Regions from separate parts of the Sus scrofa genome. Here all the other regions are linked to region 4. The links are chromatin contacts, called in public Hi-C, HiChIP or PLAC-seq and promoter capture Hi-C maps. All regions are on one chromosome and are shown on one strand. The core of a region is the stretch at or near the end of the contact, and the rest is flanking DNA. Distances in the headings are between cores, read along the strand shown. Region 1 holds the start of MRPS18C (28S ribosomal protein S18c, mitochondrial). Region 2 holds the start of ABRAXAS1 (BRCA1-A complex subunit Abraxas). Region 3 holds the start of HNRNPDL (heterogeneous nuclear ribonucleoprotein D-like). Region 4 holds the start of COPS4 (COP9 signalosome subunit 4).

Region 1 (3,541 bases), core at 427-2,926, 290 kb before region 4:
ATTTTCAAACTTGACTAATGATTCTCGATTGTTTTTTTCCTTCAGCTGAACATTATTCAAACAGTTAAGATACAAGAATTTGATCATGTTTGCAAGCACCTTATTAAAAGAAAAAAAAAAAACTTACAAGGTCCTCGTTGCTGGCTACCTGTTTATATTGTGAACAACTTCTCCACAGCACTGCAATTGAACAGAAACAGCAACAAACTATTTTTGATAGCTGAGCAGCTAAATATTTTGTTTCTATGGAGGCAAGATGAATTAAGGCATGACATAAAAGAAAGGTTTTTAATTCATTACACTAACAAGGTTAAATATAAGTTTAAAAAAAAAAGCCTTTAGATTTGAGGCAGAGTGGACTTTGTGTGGTTTCTGGGGCATTGGGGAAAGGGCGTATGTATCCCCACCATACAATCTCTTACCTGTTCTCTTCCTGAAATTTATTTCCTCTCTCTCATGGAGTAGAGACAGATTTTAATGCAAAGGAAAAATGAAAACAGACTCCTTACAGAGAGTAGGTTTTGGCAGAGAAGCACAAAGTAGATTAAAGTGCATAAATGGTAGATTCCAGGGCCCATGTCACAATTTCGCCCTGATTTGGGACCTCGGATATCGAATTTGCTGCGGGGTTACTGTGAAGATGCTTCCTATCAAGTTCTACCCGAAGATCGTAAGCATGTCCCTGCCTCCTTTTGAGAACCCCCCCATCACTGTTGTACTGGACGTCCTCTTCAGTCTTAAAAAACTAGTGACAGGCCATGACAGATTCCCACTTACCTTGGAGAAACCTAAGGCCTAGACACCGGCGTCCATTAGCGAACGGTGTCATCTCCACCGACCCAAGCAGGGCTAAGCCAACGGCTGCAAGTCTACAAAGGAGCCTAGGATGTGGAGACTTTACCTGCATGAGTCCCGGGATCCGTAAGGCAGACAGCAGCATTCACGAAGTCTGTCGACTTTCTCCTCCCCAACCGGCTGCAAAGAGACACCACAGCCGCCATGGCCCCTTGCCCCTCCTCTTCCGTTTTCCAAAGCGCCGGACCAGCCCCTTCCGGTGTGCTTCCCCTGTGGGTCCGAGCACTCGGTTCAAAGGTTCCGCAGGCGAACGCGGAGAACCAAGAGCAGCTGAAGTTTTCGATGCGCCTGCGCAGCATCTTCCCGTTCTCCACTCCCACCCGGACTCCGCGCCGCCCGCTGGGGACGTTAACGATTGGACAAGGAGAGGGCGGGCTCTTATGCTTGTGCCTCCGCTTCCGGTTCCAGAGCCCCGATAATTGGTTGGTGGTCTTTCCCAAAGGTGGATGGAGACGCGAGCCCCGTTTCCACCTGCTGCTACCTTTCCCCTGTTGCTGCACTCACCCTTCTACTGGGGTTTGGCGGCTGGGTCACTGGAGACGACGTTCGGGGAGGGCCCTCAGCCCCTGCCATGGATGATGGCGGTTCCCGTATCCGCCGGCGGGTGTCTGTCCGCAAAAGGAACCGATTTAGCACAGAGAGCGTTTTGGCCGCCCCCACCGCAGCCGAGCTTAAGCCCGGTGATGAGAAGGAAGAGGAGGAAATGGTGGCTGGGAGCCGGCGGCGGAAAACCGTGGACGTGCAGCCAGTCGAGGTACAGCCCCATCACCCCTCAAATTCCTCTGAGTTTCTTGTTCCATTTCCCACCCTTGGGATGAGGAGACACCAGGTCTCCCAGTGCGCATGCTCAATGGAAGAGTAGGCGACCAGCTGCAGGGGGCGTGGATCTTGAAACAAAAATTGGCAGATCCATTCCCAGGTGCAAACGCCAGCTGCCCAATTATCTGCCAGCGTTCAGGTGCTCACCTCGTTTTTGTTATCGATGTTAATCTCACTTGTGAGGTATTGCACTGTTGGCCCGTTTTTTATATATACATGTAAATAAAACATAGACCTCAAGACATACAAGTTGTACGCACAGCAAGTGTGGCATGCTGAAATGCATGTGGCATGACTGAAATGCAAACCTAGCCTTTCAAGTTTATGCCACTTAACCTTTCTCCGCCCCCGTTTCTTCATTTGTAAAATGGGAATGATAGTTTCTATTTAAGAGGATGATTTACATTTTGGTCTGTGATACATATATAACCATGTAACGATGTATCTGAGAGAGCCCTTGGCTGAAATTTTTATTCTTTTTTTTTTTTTAATGGTTGCACGCACGGCATATGGAAGTTCCTGGGCCAGGGACTGAATCAAAGCCGCAGTTGTGACAATGTCAGATCCTTTAACCCAGTGGTCCTGGCTGGGGATGGAACCCATGCCTCCGCAGCACCCAGAGTGCTGCAGTCGGATTGGTAACCCATCTGCGCCATATCAGGAACTCCCGAAACCTTTTTTTTTTTTTTTTTTCTTTGTCTTTTTACTATTTCTCTGGCCGCTCCCACGGCATATGGAGGTTCAAATCAGAGCTAGAGGTCAAATCGGAGCTGTAGCCACAGGCTTATGCCAGAGCCACAGCAACGCGGGATCCGAGCCGAGTCTGCTTACCTACACCACAGCTCACGGCAATGCTGGATCCTTAACCCACTGAGCAAGGCCAGGGATCAAAACCGCAACCTCATGGTTCCTAATCGGATTCGTTAACCACTGAGCCACGATGGGAACTCCTCCGGAAACCTATTCATGAAGCTAGAATTGACCACAGATCTTTTGTTTTCTTTCCAGAATATTGACAGTGAAGAGGACATGTTTGGTGACTATGATAGTTTTGCTGAAAACTCTTTTTTAGCTCAAGTTGATGACCTGGAACAAAAATATATGCAAATTCCAGAACAAGAGGAGCATGCTACAGATCATGCCCCTGAAGATCTTTGTTCAGAAAGCATTAAACACAGCATCCTCAGCAGTAACACTGTAGGCGACTTCACTGGAGTAAAAACAGAGGAGCACACAAAGAACCAGAGTGGGCATGAAGATGTCGCTACTGAACCTGAAGCTGATCTTTTGTATGATGTACCTTCTTCACAGATGTTATTCTTTGAACATTTGCACAGCTCTTCAAATAACTTGGGCGATCCATCTCTTAAAGAGAGGGATAGGGGTTCATCCTCTCACAAGACTGTGAATGAGGAATTGCCCGTTAGTAGCATAGAGGAACCGCAGCAAATTGATGACTCCTCTTCTAAAGTCAGAACTAGTTCAGATGGGAACAGGAGACAAAGTCTTAAAGATCATTTAAAAAGCGCCATGGCTGGAAATGCCAGGGCCCACACATCGGTATTTTCCAGGACTAAACAGCTCAAAGAGACTCTTCTATCTGAAGAAATTAATGTTGCCAAGAAAACAATTGCGTCATCCTCGGATGACCTTGGTCCTTTTTATTCTTTACCCAGCAAAGTGAGAGACCTTTATGCTCAGTTCAGGGGAATTGAAAAATTATATGGTAATGCTTTTTGCTGGAATGAGAAAAAGATCTACCATCATTACCATGATGTTGGTGCAAATCATTCGAAAACTGATGCTTCCATAGTCATATTTCTCCCCTTAAAAGAAAACATCCTTCCTCTCTGAGCCTTTCACCCCT
Region 2 (3,621 bases), core at 397-2,896, 310 kb before region 4:
GAATGGCCTTGGCAACCACGTTAAAAATCATTTGCCCTTTTATGTGAGAATTTACTTCTGGTGGCCTGGAATACATTACATTTTATTTTTTAATCCTTTAGATCATTAGTATAGTTTTTCTTTCTTTCTTTTTTTTGTCACACCCACAGCACTCAGAAGATTCCTGGGATAGGGATGAAGCCCCATAACAGCAGTGACCCAAGCCCCAGCAGTGACAATCCCAGATCCTTAACTCACTGAGCCGTCAGGGAACTCTAGATCATTACTATCTGCAAAATACAAATTACATGACAATCTTTTCATATTAATAGAATTTTTGCAGAAATGACAGCAAGAAACACTTTTTGGGAATAAATACATAATTTTTAACACTATACGTATGTCTTCAACGTGTTAGTCAAATATGGCTGCTGCACAACAAAACTCAGAAGTATGCACTATTAATTCACTTTAGTGGTCTGATATTAATCCAATTCAGCAGCAGTTCGGGTTAGTCTGATAGTTTGCTGACTTTCGTTTAAAAACCACAGGTTTGGGGAGTTCCCATCCTGGTGCAGCGGTTAACGAATCCGACTAGGAACATGAGGTTGCAGGTTCAACCCCTGGCCTTGCTCAGTGGGTTAAGGATCCAGCGTTGCGGTGAGCTGTGGGGTAGGTCGCAGATGCAGCTCCATCCCGAGTTGCTGTGGCCGTGGTGTAGGCCGGCGGCTACAGCTCCTATCTGACCCCTAGCCTGGGAACCTCCATATGCCGCAGGAGCGGCCCTAGAAAAGGCAAAAAGACAAAAAAAAAAAAAAAGCAAACCACAGGTTTGGGAGCTCCTGCTATGGCTCAGCAGCGACGAACCTGCCTAGCAGCCGAGCGGCCCTGCCCGGTGGGTTAAGGACCCTCACCGCTGTGGCTGTGGCGTCGGCCGGCAGCTGCAGCTCGGATTCAACCCGGAGCCTGGGGACTTCCGTACGCGTGCGCGAGGCCCTAAAAAGCAAATAAAAACAAAATAACATCCGTACTTTAGAATCGTGTGTGGGAAATGGCCAAGCCTCGGTCCCCCACTCCCTCCACGCTTTCACCCTGGGAGCGGGAACAGTCTTTACACCCAACATTAAACCGTCAGAACGAGGTTAACCATCTGCGTGTTCTTCCGTCAACAAGTCCGTGAGTCAATTCTCTAAAAGCAGGAAAACACTCACAGAAACGCGCTCCCCGCCTGCGCTCGGCGGGGTGGACATCACGGGAGGCTCCGGAAGCGCCGTCCTCCGAGGCCGTCGTTAGTATTCCAGAAGTTTCTACGGGTGAAGGGGAGCATCTGGCACTTGGAAAACCACAAAGTGGCATTTCCACCGTGATATTATGTCACTAAACAACGCTTCTATGCTGCCAGCACTGTTCCCTTTTTCCGTTTTGTATATATGACAGGCTCCCTCAGGGGGCAGCGAACCGCCGAAGCGCTGGCCGTCGCCCTGGGCGGAGACGCCCCGACGCCTGAAGGCTCGTCGCAGCGCTGCGCAGCGCCTCACCCACCAGAGGGCGCCCGCGCCGCCTCGCCCGCGCCCTCGCCAGTGCGCGGGCGCAGGCCCCGCCCCCTCGGCTGGCCCCGCCCCATTGTCGCGCGGCCGCGGCCCCCGCTCTTCAGGCCCCGCCTCCGCCCCGCCCCCTTGAGCAGCGCGGCGGCGGCGGCGGCAACATGGAGGGGGAGAGCACGTCGGCGGTGCTCTCTGGTTTTGTGCTCGGCGCTCTCGCCTTCCAGCACCTCAACACCGACTCGGACACGGTGAGCCGAGCGGCGGGGCGGGAGCTGCAGTCGCCTCGGAAGAGGCCCTGCGCGCGGGCCCCTCGTGGCCGCCTTGGCCCGGGTCCCGCCCGCGGGCTCCCCGACGACGGCGACGGGCCGGCCCTCTGCCCCCCGAGCCGCCCTCTCAGCCCCTGGGCGGCCCCGGAGCTGCCGCCCGCCCTCTGACCCTTCCTCTGGTCGCCGGCGTTCATTTCCGCGCCCGACCGCAGCGTCCCGCACGCCCCCTTGCTCTCCTGCCGCAGCTCGCCTTGTCGGGACTCACTCGGTGGAGGAGGAAGAGAGAGGTCGCGGGGGTCCTGTGCCCCGCCGGGAAGGGTGCGGGTTAACGCTCTCCTAAGACCCCCAGGGGTTTTCCCACCACTCTTGTTTTTTTCCTGCAGAACAGCTACTGTGCACGTTTGTTGAAAGGGTCGGCGGGTAAGGGAATGAGAAGCGGTGCATCCAGTGGCTATTTGGGGAGAAGTCTTAGATGAAAAAGATTAACGTGCTTAGAGGGTATCTTTGACTTTTGTTGGCATTGATAGCAAATGTGTTATATTGTGAGGCCTCAGCTAGTTCCTTGTGAGATGCTTTCCGTTAAAATTTAAGTATTTAAGTTTGTCTTCACATATTAGGTATTTAAATGCTTATTCCTTTTGCCCGTTCAAAACCTCTGGATGAAGTAGTGAAGGACTTTTTAAAAACACAGTGCTGGGAGTTCCCGTCGTGGCGCGGTGGTTAACGAATCCGACTAGGAACCATGAGGTTGCGGGTTTGATCTCTGCCCTTGCTCAGTGGGTTAAGGATGCGGCGTTGCCATGAGCTGTGGTGTAGGTTGCAGACGCGGCTGGGACCCCGCATTGCTGTGGCTCTGGCGTAGGCCGGTGGCTACGGCTCCGATTAGACCCCTAGCCTGGGAACCTCCATATGCCGCGGGAGCGGCCCAAGAAATATCAAAAAGACAAAAACAAAACAAAACAAAAAAACCACAGTGCTTATTTTTTAAAGCTTTTGTTTTTACATTTTTCTATCTTTTTTTTTTTCTTTTTTTTTTTAGGGCTGCACCCTTGACGTTTGGAGGCTCCCACGCTAGGGTCAAAACGGATCTGTAGCTCCTGGCCTACGCCACAGTCACAACAACACGGGATCCTCGCTGGTCTGCGACCTGCACCACAGCTCATGGTGATGCTGGATCCTTAACCACTAAGTGAGGCGAGGGATGGAACCTTCGCACTCATGGGTACTAGTCAGATTTGTTTCCACTGAGCCAGGATAGGAGCTCCTTTTATGAAATTTTAGACTGAAACTTTGAGCCTGAGTAGTGTCTTAGAGTGAGTGCTTAGTAATTGGCTGATACAGTTTAGAGAGTCTCATACTGAACAAAGCTGGTCATTTCTTTGTGCCCTTCGTTTTTATAATAAAGGGCTGTCTTACCCAAAATGGGTTGGAATTGATCATTTCCATGTATGTAATTTTAAATAATCTTGTACATTAACACCTAGCAAAGAGCAAACACAGGATAATTTAAAATGTATGTGGGAGTTCCCACCATAACTCAGTGGAACCGAATCTGACCAGTATCCATAAGGACACAGGTTTGACCCCTAGCCTCACTCAGTGGGTTAAGGATCTGGCAGTGCCGTGAGCTGTGGTGTAGGCCAGGGGCTGCAGCTCCAATTCGACCCCTACCCTGGGAACCTACATACACTGCAGGTGCGGCCCATTTAAAAAAAAAAAAAGTATGTGGTTGTGGAAGTTATTTTGGAGTGGCTTAGTGTAACTATAAAGAGAATGGGTCTCTTAGTCTGTAGTTTAAAGGATTAGCAATCCCAAAATGCTTAGTACTAAAT
Region 3 (3,847 bases), core at 1,157-3,656, 490 kb after region 4:
AGCCACAAAGCAAGGCAAAGAAGATGGAACAAGCACTGTGGGTCCCATTTCAGAGGTCAAGTGTGATAATGCAAAGAGGAAGAGTTGTTGAGTCAGACAAGTGGGTTTCAAATCTAAGGCATGTCATTTTCAGAGCCTTAGTTTCCTATTAGGAAAATGCAGTGCACACACCTCACAAAGTTTCTGAGGCGGAGTCAAGTGTACAAGTCCCATGTACACCATACTCAATGTCCCCTTTAATCCTTTCACAGGAAGTAGGGCCACCACAGGTTCACACACCTAAGGTGACGAATAAAGCCCAAAGTAGAACTAGCATCTCCCAATTCCCAGAGCCAGGCTCAGAGGTTCAAGAAGACTATAACATCTCTTTAAAAGGTATTCAAGGGAGTTCCTGGTGGCTCAGGTTAAGGATCCAGCATTTTCACTGCTGTGACTTGGGTCACCGCCATGGCATGGATTGGATCCCTGGCCCCAGAACTTCCACACGCTGTGGGCACGGCCGGAAAAAAACAAAAAGTAAAAGAGATTCAAGGAGTTACCCTTGTGGCGCAGCAGGGTAAGAACCTGATGTTGTCTCCGTGAGAATGGGGATTCAATCTCTGGCCTCCCTCCCTGCAATGCCTTGAGCTGTGGTGCAAGTCGCAGAGGCAGCTCAGATCTGGCGCTGCTGTGGCTGTGGCCCAGGCCTGTAGCTGCAGCTCCGACTCAACCCCTAGCCTGGGAACTTCCATATGCCCCAGGTGTGGCCAAAAATAAAAGAAATAAAGAAATAAATAAAATTTTAAAAAATAAAAATAAATTAAAAAAATGTACAACTACTCTTTTGGAAGATGGGTTTTTCCTACTTTGCAAAAGGTATCTCATTATTATTGCACACAAGCACGGCTGCTACATACTTTTATCTTAAACCTCTAGAAGTCAAAGGGAAGACCAGGCCCAAGGAATTATTTGAAAAGTCATATTAATATTTGATATTAATTTATCCTTCCAAATACAACATATTTAAAAAGGAACGTGCTTTAAAGCAAAGTTAGGGAGTTCCCGTGGTGGCACAGTGGTTAACGAATCCGACTAGGAACCATGAGGTTGCGGGTTCGCTCCCTGCCTTTGCTCAGCGGGTTAAGGATCCGGCGTTGCCATGAGCTGTGGTGTAGGTTGCAGAGGCGGCTCGGATCCCGCGTTGCTGTGGCTGTGGTGTAGGCCGGCGGCTACAGCTCCAATTCGACCCCTAGGCCTGGGAACCTCCATATGCCGCAGGAGCGGCCCTAGAAATGGCAAAAAGACAAAAAAAAAAAAAAGCAAAGTTACAGGTTTATGAACTGGGTGTAGACAAGGGTTGGTTACCACTGACATTCTAGGAGGAAGGTATTGGCTAAGAACTTTAGGCTTCCATTTTTGAAGAAAATGAACGGAATCTAGACATGTTTGCTAGCCTAATCCAGCAACGCACAGTGTGCAGTTCGGCCACTAAAAGCAGGAGTGGGAAACGGCAAAGATCAACCATTACTGCTTTAAGATACCTGGGCTACCCGAAAAGTCACACTTCAGTCTAGAAGCGTGGGACTAGAAGCCTCAAGGACAGCTAGACAGCGGCCACCACCTCGCCAGGTTCAACCCGGCACAAGGCGGGCGCACACCTGTCGGGCGACTGGGCGCACACCTGTGGGGGGGCCACACTGCCCTCCTCCGTCCCCTCTTCACCACCATCTCCATCTCTTCCCCAACCACCTGCCTCTAGCGGAAGGCGAGGACCCGGGAAGGTTAAGACAAGGCGGTGAGGCACAGCATCCCTGCAACCCGCCGCAGACTACGTCCTCCCACCCCAGAGCGGGTGCAAAGCCACACCGTCTCTCCCACGCCTCCGGTCTCCAGGGCGAGGTCTGCAACACTTTAAAATACTTCATTGTTTGAAAGCACAAGTAACTTCCCCGCTCCCTTCCGCCCCTCACCTTCACGAAAGCAATCGGGGTTGTGGTACCTTCGATATCTAACAGGATCACAGTGACTTCGGCGGGCACCGAAAGCACGACCATTTCCCTACCGGATGATACCACGGGAATCGGCCTACTGGTGGGGAGGGCGGCGGGCGGCGCCGGCGGCGGCGGCGGCAGCAGCGGGCGAAGCTTCCGACAGTCCCGCAAGGACCCCAGAGCGGGCAACCGCGCCCTGCCGACGCACGAGGCGGAGAGGACCCCTCCGCGGCCAAGGAAGCAGAGAAACCCGCAGGACGGGCGCCCAGAACTCGGGAGCGATCCGGGGCCGGAGGCCGAGACCACGTGGGTAGGGAAAGGGGCGGTCCTCCGGGGCCCCGAGGGGGCGGGGAGAGGCCCTGGCGCCGATGCCGATTGGCCGCTAGAGGGCCTCGCACCCGATCCGTCAAGATGGGCCTCGCGTGGGCGGGAACAAAGAGGCGAACGCGGGAGCCGGGTGCGCGGGCGCGCGCCCTCCGCAGACTGGTAGAGCGAGCGGGAGAGGCCCGGGGCACGTGCAGACGGGAGCCCCGCGAGTGGCGCGCCGGGGATGTGAGTGCCCCTTGCCCTCTACGGCACCTACCCTCCCTCCCCGCCCACTGCCTCCGCGTTTGCGTATTGACAGTAATCCGACCGGGCCCGCGCCCCTCCTCCCATCCTCAGCCAGCAACAGAGGCCGTTTGGGTCCCGGCCAGCCGAGCGGCGTGGGCCTGCGATCGGCCAGGGAGGCCCGCCGCGCCCCCTCGGCCCGCGCGCCCGTGGCGGAGCGGAGAGGCGCCCGTCCTGCGCCGCTGCCCGGAGGGGCCGCCGCGCGCCCGCTCCCTGGTCGGCTGGGTCCAGGCAGCTCGAGGACAACACGCGTGCGCGCGGCGGACGGGCGGGCGCGCTCGCCACCTCGGCTGCGGGCGCCGGGCGCAGTCCGCCTCTTCCCGGAGCAGCGCGCCCACGGGGCTCATTGATAGCAGCGGCAGCCGCAGCAGCAGCTCGGCACTGGGGATCCGAGGGCGGAAAGAGGCGGGGTTGGCGGCTCTTTGCTGGGAGTGGGCTGGACCGGACGCCAGAGACAAAGGCTCTCAAGGCAAGAGGGACTGTGGCCCTGGGACGGCGCTGCTCGGGATTCGTGACCCCAGGACTTCTCGCCCCGTCGTTTTTCTCTTCTGACGCATCCCTCTCCCCAAGCCCGCCTCCCCTCGGCCGCGACCTCACTCCTCCGCGGGAGGGCCGCGATGGAGGTCCCGCCCCGGCTTTCCCAAGTGCCGCCGCCATTGTTCCCCTCCGCTCCCGCTACTTTAGCCTCCCGCAGCCTCTCCCATTGGCGGCCGCGGGCGCCGCGGCAGCTCGCTCCGCTCCTCCCTTCGCTCGCTCCCAGCTCCGCCCGGCAGGGGGCGCGCCGGGCCCAGCGCCACGTCACCGCACAGCAGCCCTCGCGATTGGCCGGCGTGGCGGCTATAAAGGGAGGGCGCAGGCGGCGCCCGGATCTCTTCCGCCGCCATTTTAAATCCAGTTCCATACAACGCTCCGCCGCCGCCGCTGCCGCGACTCGGACTGCGCGCCCGCACCCTCCGGCCGACAACCCCGCCGCCATGGAGGACATGAACGAGTACAGCAACATAGAGGAGTTCGCAGAGGGGTCCAAGATCAACGCGAGCAAAAATCAGCAGGATGACGGGTACCGCACGCGTCTCCCCCCTCCCCCAGCGCCCCGCGCGCGCCCTTCGTCCCGCGGGGGCCGCGCGCTGCTCCCATTCTTGCCCCGAGCCGACGCCCCGCGTGCCCGCTGGGCCGCACTAGCTTGGAGGGAAGAGGAGAGGAGGAGACGGAGGGGGGTGTCTCGAGAGGCCCGCGGAAGGTGGGGGAAGGGCAGGGGGTTGGAGGCG
Region 4 (3,952 bases), core at 79-2,578:
TAAGAACTGCTTAATAATGATAATAACAACAGTAGCGATGGCAATCCTGTGGCTCGAAACCTCAGGTCCTGGTCTACGCGATTTACGAGTGACATAAGTGCACACACACACATATACTCATTTTGTCCTCAGACAGAAGCAGCCCATTTTCCTGAGACGGAAACTGCGGCAGAAAGTAGTTAATCCCAAGGCGCAGAGCTAAATTTCCCACTCATAAAAGTAGATTACATTTACCACCAGGCAAAAGCATTACAACCTACGTAAAACAAAGTCAAGGCTTCAATAGCCAGGTTAGAGCAGGTGCATCCTATGAATACGGATCAAAGCGATCTCAGCTGTCAGCTTGAGAAACACGCTTTAAGCAGAATGCATGTTCATTACAAAAGAACAGCGCCGCGAAACCTACAAAGAGAAAACAAGACAACTTTATCCATCCATCCATCCATCCATCCATCCATAATTAACACTGTTGAATAACGGCTTGCAGGGCAGGCACACATCACACATTTTAACTTGCAGTGGACCTAAGCCCTCCGCATAAATTCCGACGAACTTCCTAAACAATCTTGAATCCTGGAAACACCACCACTCTAGACATCCTGACGCACGTCGTGGTGACATTCCACCTCCGTGCCCTTCTTCAGAGTTGCTGGCGGAGCGAGAGAACCCACAACACAAGAACCCACACAAGATGGTTTAGTGGTTCTGGACGGCGTGAGAGCGGCCATAACTCCACAGCCCCCGTCAGCCGCAAGAAGACATCTCCCCGGAAGGCTCTGCACCAAGGACCCAGACTATCAACTTCCCTCACTCAAAAAGAAAAAAGGGGAGAGCCGGGGCAGAGAGAGGCCAGAATGCGGGGTGCGAGGCCGGCCAGCGAGGGGAAGGGGCACCAGGCGAGGCGTGAAGGCCACGGGAGGAAGGTCCCACAGCCCGCGCTTCTAGAATCTTGGGACCAGAAGGGATGCCCTTGGGACTGAGTACGCGAAGAGTCGCCCCAGATCGACAACCCCCCGGGCTCCCTGCACAAGGTCCTCTCCCGTTTTCCGCGGCTCCCGGCAGCTGCCTCCACAACCGGCCTCAGGCCCGCCCCCTTGGTCATCGGGCCCACTCCCAGCTTCACAGCTGAAAGCCGCCATAAATCCAAGGAAAACAAGTCTCTGGCTTCCCTCCCCACCTTCCAGGCCCCTGGGAAATACTCACTTGCCCGCCAGATCTTTATGAGAGCCGCTCGAATTCATGAGCTGGGCCAAATCCTGCCGCACGGCTGCCGCCATCTTCCTCCGAGCTCAGCGGAGGCTGCGGGGCCTCTCGCGGCCAAAGGGAAACGAGTCTAGTCCTCCAGAGTCCGGCCAGAGGGAACCCGAGAGGCCACAGAGTAGCGCCTGTGTGGGCCAGAGCGCCGAGGTCGGGAGCCTGCGTTAGGCCCGCCCCCAGCGTTGAGTGACGCGAAGCTCCACTGCTCAGATCCTAAGCCCGCCCAGGCGTCTCCCGCCGACTCCGGCTCGCACGCTCCCACTTGGGATTGGCGGGTGAACCCCAAGGGGCGGAGTCGCCTGTGCACCTCCTGTAAGTGTCCGATACGCAAAACCACTCCATCTTCAAGTTCCGTGGCTCTCGTCTTGCTTTACCGTTCCTTGTTCTTCAAGGCGGCACCTGAACTACTCATAATAAAGAACGAGTTGGTTTTTGTGTACAGTTCACCACAGACCAGTACTTTTGTCAAGTACAGTAAAATGTGCGCCCATCCCTGTTTCCACTCTTCACACTTTATATAGGTTGAGCATACATCCCAGTTTGTCCAGGACAGGAGTAATTATTTACTCTGTAAACTGTTCCATTTGGATAACAAATTATATGATCACCCTACCTTGATATGTAATTGTATTTATTATCCCTGTATCTTTATACAATTTCTGTCTGCAAATACAAGCAAATAAATGTAAATTTTTGTCTATCCTTTCTAGCTTTCACAAAAGATAATACACCATATCATTATTCTGCTCTTGCTTTTTTCACTATTCTTGAAGATGCAAGTCCGCATACCTGCTTCATTCTTTTTTTAGAGCTGGAGAGTATTACATATCATAAGGGACACCCTGGTTTATTGAATCTGTATAGCTAGACACTCGAGTTGTTTTTAATTAATCGCCAGTGCTGCAGTGAATAACCTTGTTCGTACCTCATTTTGTACGTGTACATGTAGAATACATTCCGAGAAGAGAGCTGAAGGGTCGACGTACTTACAGTTGTGATAGATGTTGCCAAATTGCATTTTATAGGAATGGTACCATTTTGCCTTCCAAGCAGCAATATCATAGGGGTGCAAATTTCCTCAGACTTGCCAACACAGGATGTTAAACTTTTGAATTTCTGCACTCTATATGTGAAAACTAGCATATTCCCTCTTTGGGGAAGGGGAAAGAAAAGAAGACCAGAATAGGAGTTCCCGTCATGGCTCAGTGGCTAACGAATCCAACTAGGAACCATGAGGTTGTGGGTTCGATCCTTGGCCTCGCTCAGTGGGTTAGGAATCTGGCGTCGCCATGAGCTGTGATGTAGGTTGCAGATTCGGCTCAGATTCCATGTTGCTGTGGCTTGACTCCTAGCCTGGGAACCTCCATATGCCCACCTGCGGTCCTAGAAGAGGCAAAAACACACACACAAAAGACCAGAACAAAGAAATCCTTTGAGAAAGTAATGAGATTACCCACATCCATTCAGAACCCACTCCATTGTTAAGAACTTAGGCAAATCACGGAGTTCCTGTCATGGCTCAGAGGTAGTGAACCAAACTAGTATCCATAAGGATGCAGGTTCTATTCCTGGCCTCACTCAGTGGGTTAAGGATTTGGCCTTGCCTTGAGCTGTGGTGTAGGTCACAGATGCCGCTTGGATCCCGAGTTGCTGTGGCTACAGCTCCGATTCAACCCCTAGCCTGGGAATTTCCATGTGCCAGCAGATGTGGCCCTAAAAAAAGCAAAAAGAAGAAAAGAAAAAAAAAAACTTAGTCAATCACCATGCCTGGCAACAATGAGACTGGAAATTTAGTTTGTTTTTGCCCAGCAAAAAGGAAAAGATGGTTTTAAAGGGACAATCACCAGTCTCTACTACCATCTGTCCTTCTGACCATTCTCCTTAGAGTAGAACACTCGCCCTAAAGAAGAGAGTTGAATTTCCCAGTTTCTCTATCAGCTTAAAATCTAGAATGTCTGATGATGCACAACCCTATCCATCAGGTAGGGATGTAACTTTTTGTGGTCCAGACCCTTATATATCCTATGAAACAAATTACCTGCCTCATGCTGATACAGGTAATACAAAAGCAATAGTGGAACAAAAACAGGAGGGACAGGATAACTACAGATACAACTCAGAAAAAGTAAGAGTGGGAAACACCCAGCAGATACTTGTCCACAGCAATGGCAGAATCCTGGGCAGGAATTATAAACACCCACTATCCTGCTTCGACCCTAGTACAGCATTTTGAGAGATCATTGCTCATTCGTTGTATTCTGTAGACCCAAGATTTGTCCTCTGAATGTAAGTTAACCGGACAGGGGAGGATTTTTCCTCTTTAGGGAAATGCTCTAGGGATTAAACAATTGAGGGCATTCTGGGCCAGGTTTTTCAGGGGTTTTTTAAACATGACTTCAGTAAACTCTGTTTGCTTACAGTTTCAGGTGCCAATAACCGCACCCAAAGTTGTTTCTAGGAGTGGTCATTAAATCTCCTCTAGGAAGTTCCCATCATGGCTCAGCAGAAACGAATCCGACTAGTAACGATGAGGTTGCAGGTTCGATCCCTGGCCTCGCTCAGCGGACTAAGGATCCAGCGTTGCAGTGAGCTGTGGTGTAGGTTGCAGGCGGCTCAGATCCTGTATTGCTGTGGCTGTGGTGTAGGCCTGTAGCTGTCACTCAGATTCGACCCCTAGCCTGGGAACTTCTGTATG

What was found. Promoter capture Hi-C pulls out the DNA fragments that hold promoters and counts their contacts. Hi-C and Micro-C count contacts between places; a contact is called where the count stands out from the background. HiChIP or PLAC-seq counts read pairs in DNA pulled down with a chosen protein or histone mark.
Region 1: a promoter capture Hi-C map of liver shows a contact between it and region 4, with 8 times the contacts expected there. The contact joins the promoter of MRPS18C here to the promoter of COPS4 in region 4. A contact is called at or near these places in 2 of 5 promoter capture datasets (fetal liver and liver), 12 of 47 Hi-C or Micro-C datasets (alveolar macrophages, blood, embryonic fibroblasts and 6 more) and 2 of 2 datasets of contacts at active chromatin or transcription factors (alveolar macrophages and skeletal muscle).
Region 2: an H3K27ac HiChIP or PLAC-seq map of alveolar macrophages shows a contact between it and region 4. The contact joins the promoter of ABRAXAS1 here to the promoter of COPS4 in region 4. A contact is called at or near these places in 1 of 47 Hi-C or Micro-C datasets (fetal liver) and 2 of 2 datasets of contacts at active chromatin or transcription factors (alveolar macrophages and skeletal muscle).
Region 3: a Hi-C map of skeletal muscle shows a contact between it and region 4, with 5 times the contacts expected there. The contact joins the promoter of HNRNPDL here to the promoter of COPS4 in region 4. A contact is called at or near these places in 1 of 5 promoter capture datasets (fetal liver) and 3 of 47 Hi-C or Micro-C datasets (liver and skeletal muscle).

The regions. Positions count from the first base shown.
Region 1 is chr8:135,025,043-135,028,583 of Sscrofa11.1, forward strand. It overlaps MRPS18C (28S ribosomal protein S18c, mitochondrial), which reads right to left and starts at 1,677. Exons shown (of 7, transcript XM_003129356.5): 1 at 1,360-1,677; 2 at 902-1,065; 3 at 128-180. The coding sequence starts at 1,001. HELQ (helicase POLQ-like) reads left to right here and starts at 1,076. Exons shown (of 17, transcript XM_013989417.2): 1 at 1,076-1,609; 2 at 2,683-3,400. The coding sequence starts at 1,427.
Region 2 is chr8:135,000,651-135,004,271 of Sscrofa11.1, forward strand. It overlaps ABRAXAS1 (BRCA1-A complex subunit Abraxas), which reads left to right and starts at 1,647. Exons shown (of 8, transcript XM_005656571.3): 1 at 1,647-1,771. The coding sequence starts at 1,685. GPAT3 (glycerol-3-phosphate acyltransferase 3) reads right to left here and starts at 1,490. Exons shown (of 13, transcript XM_003129347.5): 1 at 1,191-1,490.
Region 3 is chr8:135,800,124-135,803,970 of Sscrofa11.1, forward strand. HNRNPDL (heterogeneous nuclear ribonucleoprotein D-like) reads left to right here and starts at 2,407. Exons shown (of 9, transcript XR_002346906.1): 1 at 2,407-3,639. ENOPH1 (enolase-phosphatase 1) reads right to left here and starts at 2,210. Exons shown (of 6, transcript NM_001243830.1): 1 at 1,950-2,210. The coding sequence starts at 2,033.
Region 4 is chr8:135,313,016-135,316,967 of Sscrofa11.1, forward strand. It overlaps COPS4 (COP9 signalosome subunit 4), which reads right to left and starts at 1,329. Exons shown (of 10, transcript NM_001105304.1): 1 at 1,204-1,329. The coding sequence starts at 1,277.